2 separate regions of the Sus scrofa genome follow, and region 1 is linked to region 2. A link is a contact called in public HiChIP or PLAC-seq data. All regions are on one chromosome and are shown on one strand. The core of a region is the stretch at or near the end of the contact, and the rest is flanking DNA. Distances in the headings are between cores, read along the strand shown.

Region 1 (5,305 bases), core at 2,545-5,044, 53 kb after region 2:
CAGAGCCACAGCAACGCGGGATCCGAGCCGCGTCTGCAACCTACACCACAGCTCACGGCAACGCCGGATCGTTAACCCACTGAGCAAGAGCAGGGACCGAACCCGCAACCTCATGGTTCCTAGTCGGATATGTTAACCACTGCGCCACGACGGGAACTCCTCTTTTCTTTTTTCTTTTTCTTTTTTTGCTTTTTAGGTCTGCATCTGTGGCATATGGAAGTTCCCAGGCTAGGGGTTGACTCAGACCTGCAGTTGCCAGGCTACAGCACAGCCACAGCAACTCAGGATCCAAGCTGCGTCTTTGACCTATACCACAGCTCACAGCAACGCCCCATCCTTAACCCACTGAGCAAGGCCAGGGATCGAACCTGCGTCCTCATGGATACTAGTCAGATTCGTCAACTGCTGAGCCACAATGGGAACTCCAGAGCTGTGCTTTTCTTTCTTTCTCTCTCTCTTTCTTTCTTTCTTTCTGCCTGCCTTCCTGCCTTTCTTTCTTTTTATTTCTTTTTTGCTTTTTAAGGCCACACCAGCAGCATATAGAGGTTCCCAGGCTAGGGGTCCAATTGGAACTACAGCTGCCGGCCTACACCACAGCCACAGAAATGCAGGATCCAAGCCGAGTCTGTGACCTACACCACAGCTCATGGCAATGCTGGAGCCTTAATCCACTGAGCGAGCCAGGATCAAACCTCCACCCTCACGGACATAGTTGAGTTCGTTACCGATGAGCCACAGTGGGAACTCCCAGTTTTAGCTCTTATATTTAGGTCTCTCATCCATTTTAAGTGAATTTTTGTGTATGATGTGAGGTTGAGGTCCAATTTCATTCTTGGGCAGTGTGGATTTTAATGCAAGGGAGAAAATACCACTTCTCTCCCCAGCCGACTGAGATGGGGTGTTCAGGGGCCATTGCAGCCCTGGGTTGCAATGAGAGGGCACACCTCGGCCCTGTCCTGCTGTGCTGTCTCCCTCTGAATGGCTGTGCCCTGATACTCTTGCAGCACCCTAAGGGACAGACCTTATCCCCGAACCTTGAGAGCAGAGGTTTTCAAATTCAGTGAAGCAGAAGCCTATAGAGACCTCCAGCACATCACTTTGGGGCAGGATGTCTAATAGTGGACTCAGAAGGCAGGCAAAGCTGAGTTTGTCTCCCAGCCCTGCTGCTTTCTGACAGTTCATTCCAAAGGCAGTCATTTAACCTCTCTGTGTCCCAGTTCCTCTCGTGATCTGGAGGGTGATGACCCAGGCCTTTGAGGATTGTAGGAGTGAAGGTGAAGGGCCTAGAAGAGCAGCAGGCCCATGGTGGGGGCTCACCAGATCCCTAGCAGTATAGGCTGTCCTAGTGAGGAAAGGCACTCACTTCTTATCATCAGTGGCATTTATATCTTTTTCTTATTTTAAAGCTAGCTAGCTAGAACAAAGGCACTTTTTTTTTTTTTTTTTTGAAATTTGAAATCAGGAGATAGAACTGTTACCAAAGAATTGTTACCATCTTAAAGGCAGCCTTTGCATTTGTAGCCCTCATTTCTTTTTGTTGCAAAGTACAGATACTGTAAATGATAACAGGTATCATTGCAACTTATTTTCAGTCTTGGAGCTCTCTTCAGCCAAAGTTTAAGCTTGAATCTCTCAATGGGGAATTGTTATGCAAATTAGGCACCTAACTTTATTAGAATGCCTCATTACAGGCATGAAATAAAAGTCATAAAAGGACTCCCAACCCTTACCGTGTTTGTGTAAACCACACAGTGAAGTGTAATGGAGTACGTTGTTAATGTCCCACTGATACATACTCTGTGCTTGAGCAAGTGCCAAGCAGGAGTATCAGGCTAGCCTGGGGTTTTTCACTGAGCAGGCATCTGTGCTGCAAGGTGCACTTGGTTGTGACCTGTTCAGATCATTAGAACAGCCGTACTAGTCCATGGTGGGTTTGTGTGTGCAGCTCACATCGCTGCCCAAGGCTGCAAACCAACACATGATCCTGGCAGGTGACTGACTGGTCTGAGACATGTTAGGAGTAGGTGTTGAAGTTTTTAAACATAGCTAATTGTTTTTATTTAATTGAAAAGATTTCTGAAGTATGAAGAAATGGTTTTGGGTTTTTGTCGTTGTTTATTTGTTTTAATGCATTGCAGTTCAGATATCTGTGGCACCCTGAAGCACTTTAAGTCCCTTCAGCACGGATTGGGTGGAGTGTGTGTGTGGCATCACCCACAGGTAACCTCTGGGCAGAATCTGCAGGAGCTTAGACTGGGGCCTACTGAGCTCGTCTCCTCCTGATAGAGGGCTCAGGGAGGCCCGACTCTGCTTACCTTTGCACACAAGGCCACAGTTCAGCCAGAGCACCCAGAGGAGGCAAACAAAATGCTTCTCTAAAGGGACCATGGACCTCCATTTGGGGGCTGAGGCATTTCTTTGTTCAGTCTCCCAAGGTGAAGAAGATCAACCTGAGAAACTAAGTAGATACTGTTGCAGCAGGGCACACTTCCTGGGGCTCAAGAGGGGGGGGGAAGAAATTGTTACATTGTGTGTTTTTTAGATTTCTCAGGAAGTGAAAACCTGTGTTCTGCTTAGCATGAGCCCTTGGCTCTCACTATCTCTTAGCTTTCTGTCTTGGGGAAATCCCAGTTCTATCTCCTGAGCAGGGCTGGCATTGACGCCAGCTGCCTGAAGAAGTGTAACTCAGAGGGTGAGACTTGTTGAGTACTAAGGGTGGGCAGGGAGCCATTTGTCCATGTGAGACTTTCTAGGAGCCCCATTGTCACCAATGGGGTTGGAGAGGCTGAGGAGCTACCTTTGGGGACTTGAAGTGGGTGCAGATGGGTAGCTCCTGGGAGCCTCTCAGGAATCTGTATTTGTCAAGGCTCTCCGGGCGATTCAGCCTGCAGCCAAGATGGGGAAGTGCTGATTTGGAGACAGGGCTTGGTTCTCAAAAGTGTAGATAGAGAAATGAGACCATGGATCATTCCAAGGTCTCACTGATCTTCAATTCTTCAAAGCAGCCAAGGAAAATGTAATTGAGTTTAAGTTGCAGGAAACAAGTTGAATTTCCAGCGAACTCATGGCTTCTTCTGTCATTAGCTGGAGCCCTCTTCGGCGCAGAGCCTGCTTTGCCCCTCTGGTGGCCCTTTTACATTTGACCCTGCATCTTGCCAGACTGAAAGGCCTAAATCTCTTAATGCTGGAGCTGTGTTGGCTCATTTTTCTCCCTTTGGCTTTTTGTTCATTTGTGGGAAGAAGTGGGTGTTATTCTCATACTGTATATAAAATGAATTTCAAGCAGATGACAGAAATAAACACATTGGGGGGGGTCCATATAACTAAAAGAGGAAATTAGGGGGATGTTTCTATAATCTTGGGGGTAGAGATTGAGAAGTCGCAAAGGAAAAGAATCACAGATTAAACGGTGTAAACTTGACAAACCTCTCTGTCAGAATGCTGTGAACACAGGTAAAGGCATATGCAGATAGGGAGAAGATTATTTCCAGCATAAAAACAACCTTTAAAATATCTGGTGGTGCAGCAGTTAAAGGATCCAGCAGGTTCGAACCCTGGTCTGGGAACTTCCACATGTCATGGGTGCGGCCAAAAAATAGTATTCATTATGTAAAAAGGTGAGGAAGAGACAAACAGCAGAAAGAAAAACAGAAAAAGGACACCCTGTCTCTTGCAACGTGGTGCCTTTCAAGTCCTGTAAACATGTGGATTGAGTGGCCTGGTGGCAGAGAGATTCCTGAGGTAATTGTGCAGCCTCCATCTGGACTTGTTTACGAACGTCTTGTCATCTAGTTACAGTTCTTACCTGCAGGATGTGGTGTAAGAACCCCATGGTTACACCACTGAAATACTGAGGCGCATGTGTACAGAGAGGGGTTTCAAGGCCAAGTGCTTGGGAGTGTGGCTTTGCTAGTTTCTAGCCATGTAAAATTGAGGATTGTAGGACCTTTCCACTTCAGTTTGTGTGCATGAAACAAGATTCAAGATAATGTCTTGCTCACCTAGGGCGTTGAGAGGATTGAGTGAGCCCCTCTGTAGGGAGTACTCTGGCCGTTAGAGTGAAATAAGACTCCAGCACGTTAACTGTTCATGTGAATGAAGTCTTGTCCTTACTGTGCCCCCTTCATCCCATCACCCTCAAAGGAAATCCATCCTTGCCTCTTTCTGGTCACCCTCAGCCTAGTCATACTGTTGCAAGGCTTGGAAGCATGACCACAGGAAGAGAATGGCTGCTCACTCTTTCCTAAGACAGCTATGAAACAGGAATATTATGTCAGTCACTCAGGGAGGGTTAGCTCCGGGGCGGCCCTTTCCCCCACCAGGTTGATGGGAGCTTCTTTTCCAGAAGAAACAGGACTGCCTCTACCACAGCCTCCTCCTGGGCTTGGCAAGTGCTCATGGTGCTTGTTCTCTCTCTCTCTCTCTCTTTTTTTTTTTTTTTTTTTTGCCGTGCTGTGGCATGTAGAAGGGCCAGGGATCAAACCGGCACCACAGCAGTGCCCACCGATACACCACAAGGGAACTCCATGTTCCCTTCTCCTTTTTTTAGGGCTGCACCTTTGGCATATGGAGGTTCCCAGGCTAGGGGTTGTAGCCCCCAGGCACAGCCACAGCAACACCAGATCCAAGCCATGTCTGTGACCTACACCACAGCTCATGGCAACGCTGGATCCTTAACCCACTGAAAGAGGCCAGGGATCAAATCTACATGGATGCTACTCATACTCGTTTCCGCTGAGCCAGGCCGGGAGCTCCCACTTCTGCTTCTGAAGAGATATGTCAAATGTCCATGTAACTGGAAATACTGTTTCCCTCTCTGAGAATCTTGAATCATTGTAGATTTTATTCTCTCCATTTTGTTTCACTTTCTGGAGAGCTGGCATTGCAACAGCAGATGGGATAGATAGCAGGGAATGTACAAGTCTTGGTGACTAGGAGCAGGTGGACTTCCTGACTGTGGGTTTTGTTTTGTTTTGTTTTGTTTTCCTCTGCAGGAGATTAATGGCATCACTGCAGCACTGGCTGAGGAGCTTTTTGAAAAAGGTATATGGCCCAGGGACCTTGAAATACTGGGTGTAAGTTGCCTAGCTCTGTAGGTGACCAGAGGCTCAGAGTGGCACAGAACTCCATCAGGTGCTCTGTGCCAAGTAAGTTCTAGCCAGGGCCCACCTCCCTGGGACCCAAATCCTTTGACCTGATCTTCAGCCACACCTGACTACCTACCTGCTCTGCAGGTCTGAGGAGCTGGGTCCTTCGCCTTAGAACCCCCAGATTCCTGTTTCGGGGGCTGGCCCCAGACTCAGGA
Region 2 (5,809 bases), core at 3,046-5,545:
GGCAACTGTGACTCTTGAGACTTGTGGGTTTGAATCAGCTCTGGCTGGGTTACCCTAATCAGCTGAAGACAAAATCCAAGGCACAGAGGCGTGAAGGCAGACCCTAGCTTCTACCTTGGACAGCTGAGAGCCTTGGCTCTACCCATTCACCCAAAGGGAAACAAAACAGTCAAACCTCGTTTAAGAAGCTATTCTCCCCTTCCTCATGCCAAGTCCCACCTTTACCACAAAGGGAACAAAGGATAGGAGTGGGTAATTGAAGCCCAGATCCACAAGAATAAGAGACAGATGCTCCAGTGGAGGGAAGGGGAGGGTGGCTGGGCTGGACAGGGACCAGAAGGGGTATCCACCTGCTGCAGCGACTCCAGTATTGTCTGACGGTTCACCTTCAGCACATGCAGCCTGGCCTCGTACTTGATCCTGCGGTCAGGCACCACCGCCATCAGGTTGAAGCGGATGTCATGGTAGGGCTCCCTGCAGTCACAGTCATGGCCATGAGAGCAGCTCTTGCCCTGGCCCCACCATTAGGTTAAGGCAGAGATCCTGGCAGGGCTCCCTGAAGTCATACCTGCAGCCACAGGTAGAGCCATCCCCCCACCCCCACCCCCTGCAACAGACAGAAAGCAGCTGGCCATGTGCACTAGGCACCTGTGCTGGTGCCCTCCAAAAAGCTATGTGAGGGGCCTGTCAGGAAGTGAGCCAGCAAACCGGGGCCACTTGAGGTTCCAGCAAGGCCATCCCTTCCCAGCCAATCCTGAAACAGGACACATGCAGCCCAGGGAGAAACAGGGAAAGAAGCTGGGAGCCCAAAATCCAATCCTGATCTTGTCAGATTCATCATGTGGCCGTGCACAAGCTATCTGGCCTTTCTGTGCCTTGGTTCCCTCTTCTGTATGCCTCCCAACAGGGGCACAGCTCCAAAGGTAGCAGGGGAACAGGACTCTTACCCTGCAGTGGCAAGGCCGATACGCTCCATGATGACCCGCCGGGCCTTGTCTGTCCATTCCTCATCCTCCCCCCAGGGCCCTGGGGAAACCAAGATGTGGAGTCAGAAGGTGGGAAGCCCTGAGTTTGGGCAGGCCAGGAGAGGGAAAGAGGATGGAGAGCAGTTGAGCCAGAGAATCAGGGGCTGATCAGACAATGCAGCGCACGGTGCCATCCAGCCAAAACCAGATGTTCTCAAGACCCACCCCCTGCCACTGGGTCCCAAGTACCTGAGGACCCTGAACCCCAACTCCTTAGGTGGTGAGCAGAAAAACCCAATAGGCCCCCAACTCAGGCTGCCTACCATGGTCAATGGGGTAGACCTTCAGCCCATCGAGCTCAAAAAGCCGGCCTGTGATAGGCACATAGCTGACAAAGTGGAATGCCTCCATGGTCCGCACTGCACTAAGGCCATTCTGCTTCTCAGGGAGGTGGCGTGGCTCGGGCCTGGGAAAGGACACAGTCAGTGCCCAGAATGGGACAACTCTTCCTCGCCTCCACCCCATCAGCTCCCAAGTTCCCACACACCTGGCATGGCTATTATGTGCCTTGGCCAGCTCCGGAGCATTGCCAATCGCATATCCTTTGCTCTAGAAGGAAGAAAATAAGATCACATCAGAGCAACTTCTAGGTAGGTCTTGGGTGGGAAACAGAGCTCAGGAGAGCAGGCCTAGAGGCATTCCAAGAACTTGAAGAAACACAGGTGGACTCTCCTGACTCTGGAGCCCCCAAAAGATGGGCCTTAAAAAAAACTGCTTTACATGACTAATTCACCAGTCAAATGTAACATAAATATGGTCTGAAAAGGGAAAAGCCTCACAGTGAGAAGCGCTATGTAGTAACATTACCAGTGGCTCTACCTAGCCAGCTATGAAGGAGGATTAAGGCACTGCAGCCTACCTCAGGGCTGAAGCCTTTGGTGAAGTCCTTCATGCGACTCAGGGTAGGCCCCAGGTCCACACTGCTGCAGTTCAGGAGCACACTCAGCAGGGCATGAGTGGCGCAAGAGTTGGGGATCAGCTGTGAAACAAGGAACAGTCACCCATACACAGCATCCCTCATCCCAAACCCATACTCATCAGAAATGGGGACCCAGAGAGGGACAGCCATATCTGGACAATCCTCACCAACTCCCCTCATCTTTACCCAGTATTTGTTCATTCACCTAATTACCCATCAGTTGTCAGGGGACATGGAGAATGGACTCAGATACCACCCTGTCCTAAAAAGGTTCCCCCGACCCCCACCCCCGTTTTTTTTGTTGTTGTTGTTGTTTTGGTTTTTTGCTTTTTTGGGCCATACCCACAGCATATACAAGTTCCCAGGCTAGGGGTCGAATTGAAGCTACAGCTTCTGGCCTACACCACAGCCACAGCAACGTGGGATCTGAGCCACATCTGCAACCTACGTCACAGCTCATAGAAACACTGGACCCCCAACCCACTGAGCGAGGCCAGGAATCGAACCCTCATCCTCACGGATACCAGTCAGATTCATTTCCAATGTTCCACAAAGGGAACTCCCGAGGCCCCCCTTTTTTTATGAATAAGAGCTCAGTTCCTTCTACCAAGGGACTTCTGTAACCACCACCTATGGTGTCTGCCTATCTCCTCCTTCTGCCTTCCCCCACCTTCCAAGTGAAGAAAATGATAGCACCCCACCCTCCAGAAAGAACACAGAGCCCAGCAGACCTGGTGGGCAAAGAACATGTTATTCACAATATCATCATCAATCACAGATGTATCATCCACCAAGGTAGAGACCTTGCGACGGGATCGGCGTTCTTCGATCCATTTGAACAGGAAGATGAATCCATACACAGGGCTGGGGAAAGTAAGGCATAGAGCTAGACCAGTCAAATGGTGGAAGGCAATCTGTACCCCCTTTCCTCTTCCCTATTCCTCTGCACCACATTACTACTCAGGTGCCTGTCTTGTGATCCCATCTCTCCCTTGGCTTCTTCCCAGCAATGCCCAAAGTGGCCCTGAGCCCTCACTCCCCAGAAGCCCACTGGAGGCAGTCAAGTATCAGCTTCTGGCTGTGGTGCTCCAGGAGTCCATCCAGTATCCTTATAAAGTATACAGTTCTGGGATAAGAAAAGAAAAACTGGAACCAATGGCCCAGGACCAGGTGGCAACAGATGGTAAGGCTAGAACAAAAAAATGTGATGAGGAATTTAAACACTGATTCACACTTGTGAAGCCCAGGGCCCAAGTCCCAGTGCTGTCAGGGAAGTAAATGAAAACCCGTATCAGTCCCTTCTTTCCTGCGAAATAAAAGCAGACTTCTCCGTTTAGTCACTGTAGCTGTTCCTCCACACCTCTATTCTACAGGACCACCAAGACAAGACCCTGAAGATGGTCACCCAGAAAGATGCCTTGTCAGATGTCACACACCAGCCAATCTAGACGAGACCCCTATGTGGAGATTAAAACCACTGGCACACGAGCACATTAAAGCAGTAATAAATTACAGCTGCACAAAAAGGCAACATATGACCTAGGTCAAGTGAGTGGGGTTTCTGGCAGGAAAGTCAAAAGAGCAACTAAATTTATTCCAAAAGACGTTAGGAATTGAACTGGGGGAAAGAGGCTACCATCCAAAGGGAAGTACTGAGGGAAAACTGGGGGAAACAAAAATACAGTACTGGCTTCATCAGGAGGACACCCAAAGAGGAGGGATGCTTCCTTATATGAGATTTTACAAACTGGGGCTACTGGTACTCCCTTCCTTGAGGCGCACTCTCTCCCGGGCCCCTCCCTAGCCCTTGGGGTGTAAGGGGCGGCCCTGGCGCCAAGCCACTCACCCCTGGCATTTGCTCTGAAGGTCATAGATCTCCTCCACCTGCACCCCTTTGACACCTGCGATCAGGGAAGAAAATAAGTGGGGAAGGGCAGCCCCTGGCTATGGAGCAAGGGCGCAGGAGTGGGCCCCCACAGCCCAGAACTGGCGGGTAGGAGAGGCTCTTACCAAAATCTTCCACCAGGAGGGTGAAGAGGCCTGGGTGGAGCGACAAGAAGAGCGGGTGGTAGTCAGAAAGGCGCATCCCGGACCCACCCGGCCTCCCCAGCTCCCGGCCTGCCCAGTCCCCTCCTCACCAGGGTCGCTCTCCAGCTCCAGCCAGCCCTTATTCATCTTCCCGCGGGGCGGCCCCTCAGCGCCATGTCCAGGCCCCCCGACCCACTGCCGCCCCCGCCGGGAGCCCCCCGCCGCCCCCGGGGCTCCTAGCCCCCCACACAGACAACGGGCCCTGCCGCGTCACCCGCCCGCGCCGGCGGCATACGTCACCACGGCGCGACGGTCTCCACCCCGCTTCTGAGCTCGTCTTCCGCGATTTCGACTCCAGACGCCGGCGCTTGCGCGGGAGGGTGGGGCAAGAGGAAGGGGAGGAGCGAGGGCGGTGTTGAGTACCAGAGGCGCGCGAGGAAAAGGCGGGGCGAGATGGGGCGGGGCCGAGCGGAGGGGGCGGAGTGGGTACGCCGGTGGCGCGAGAAGCAGGGGCGGGGAGGGGCGGGCGCGCGGCCGTTAGCTCGCGGCCGTTAGCGATCCTTCCTTGCCAACGGTCAGTGCAGCGGTGGTCCCCGTGAACGCAGTTTCCCTGGGTTACAGTCCGCGTGACCCGGCTCTCGTTTGCGCGCTCGCCCCCTTCGCCGGCGCAGTCACCGCGCGGGGCGGCCGCCCGTGAGGTAGCAACCACGGCTTGTGACAACGAATAAAGCTCCAGGACAGCGGCTCCCTCGGCGACAGCTGGGCGAGCGGCCCCGGCCGGTAGCTGCAGGCGGTGTGCTACCGTGAGGAGCAAGCGGCGGAGGCGACCTCCGGCCCGGCCCCGTACCAGCCGCCCGGCAGGCGCGACATGAGCCTGGTCCGGCATCTATGGGATGCTCCTTGAGCCCCTTCTCCGGCTGTTACCTCCGGGGGCCGCTTGTGGCCACACCGATACGTATTTTCCAAATAAACCATTGTTTATTCTTGCGGCGGCGGGGCCGAACACGCTTATTTATTTTTAATTTTTTCAACAAGCTTTTACCCAGCACTTAGCCAGTGAAACAATTTGGTCACCGTTTCAAGGGAGCATCCGCTCGGTAGCAAACCTCGGACTGAGCAGCTTGTGGAAGCCAGCATCTGCAACGTCTCTCATCACACGCTTTGAAGATTGTTGCGTCTTCCTGTAACTACCAGTGTGCTCAGAATCCCATTCAAGGAACGTCTTGTCCAGCGATGCAAAGAACTGAAGTTTCAAGGTTTTATTTCTATTGCTAGATGTGCGGGACTCCCCCACTTACTGGGACTTGCACAATAGCCAAGTGGATCCCCTAGTGCACACCCTTCTTTCTCCTCTTCCAGTCTGTCTAAGGGCTTTTGTTGAGTAAGAAGCCATCAAATATCATTTACCAATGCAAGTGGCACTCGTGGATTAGAAGAGGAGATGGAGCCTTAGTTTTCTGAACAGCTAGTTGCCTGAGGAGTAACTAGTTTGTGCAGAATAGTGGTCCCTAAAGATGTTCATGTTCTCCAGCTGTGCTCTGAGGACATGGATGCGGAGTGTGTGTTCCTGGAGTGACCTGATTCACTCAGCTCTCTTAAGAAATGCTGTCCTTCTCTCCTTTGAGTAGACACAGTCCTTCCTTCGTAGGAGTGGATTTTATTTCTTTTATCCCGCTTGCCATTCAGGGATTTCCACCTTAACCAATACAAACTGTGAATTTGAAGTGAATTTGTAATCAGCTGACATTGGTGGGAGGAGGAGTGGCAGGGTGTCTTCTCCACTATGGGGCCTTTTACCCTTGGCTCAGATCTAGAGGAAGGTTGAAAACAGGCCAAA

What was found. HiChIP or PLAC-seq counts read pairs in DNA pulled down with a chosen protein or histone mark.
Region 1: an H3K27ac HiChIP or PLAC-seq map of alveolar macrophages shows a contact between it and region 2. The contact joins the enhancer-like site here to the promoter of BAP1 in region 2. A contact is called at or near these places in 1 of 5 promoter capture datasets (liver), 11 of 47 Hi-C or Micro-C datasets (alveolar macrophages, embryonic fibroblasts, heart right ventricle and 4 more) and 2 of 2 datasets of contacts at active chromatin or transcription factors (alveolar macrophages and skeletal muscle).

What each region holds. Positions count from the first base shown.
Region 1 is chr13:34,602,712-34,608,016 of Sscrofa11.1, forward strand. NISCH (nischarin) reads left to right here. Exons shown (of 21, transcript XM_001925354.5): 4 at 4,995-5,043. Among named protein-coding and RNA genes, the nearest start is that of NISCH, 9.6 kb to the left of the region's middle. Within about 2 kb of position 3,795, at least 3 of the 83 cell types and tissues checked have an H3K27ac peak or open chromatin away from gene starts, as enhancers often do. A contact at or near this core is called in alveolar macrophages, where this site is marked.
Region 2 is chr13:34,549,243-34,555,051 of Sscrofa11.1, forward strand. BAP1 (ubiquitin carboxyl-terminal hydrolase BAP1) reads right to left here and starts at 4,296. Exons shown (of 16, transcript XM_005669632.3): 1 at 4,083-4,296; 2 at 3,955-3,984; 3 at 3,791-3,845; 4 at 1,885-2,004; 5 at 1,513-1,574; 6 at 1,289-1,431; 7 at 948-1,026; 8 at 351-474; 9 at 1-62. The coding sequence starts at 3,799. It overlaps PHF7 (PHD finger protein 7), which reads left to right and starts at 4,576. Exons shown (of 11, transcript XM_001928213.4): 1 at 4,576-5,228.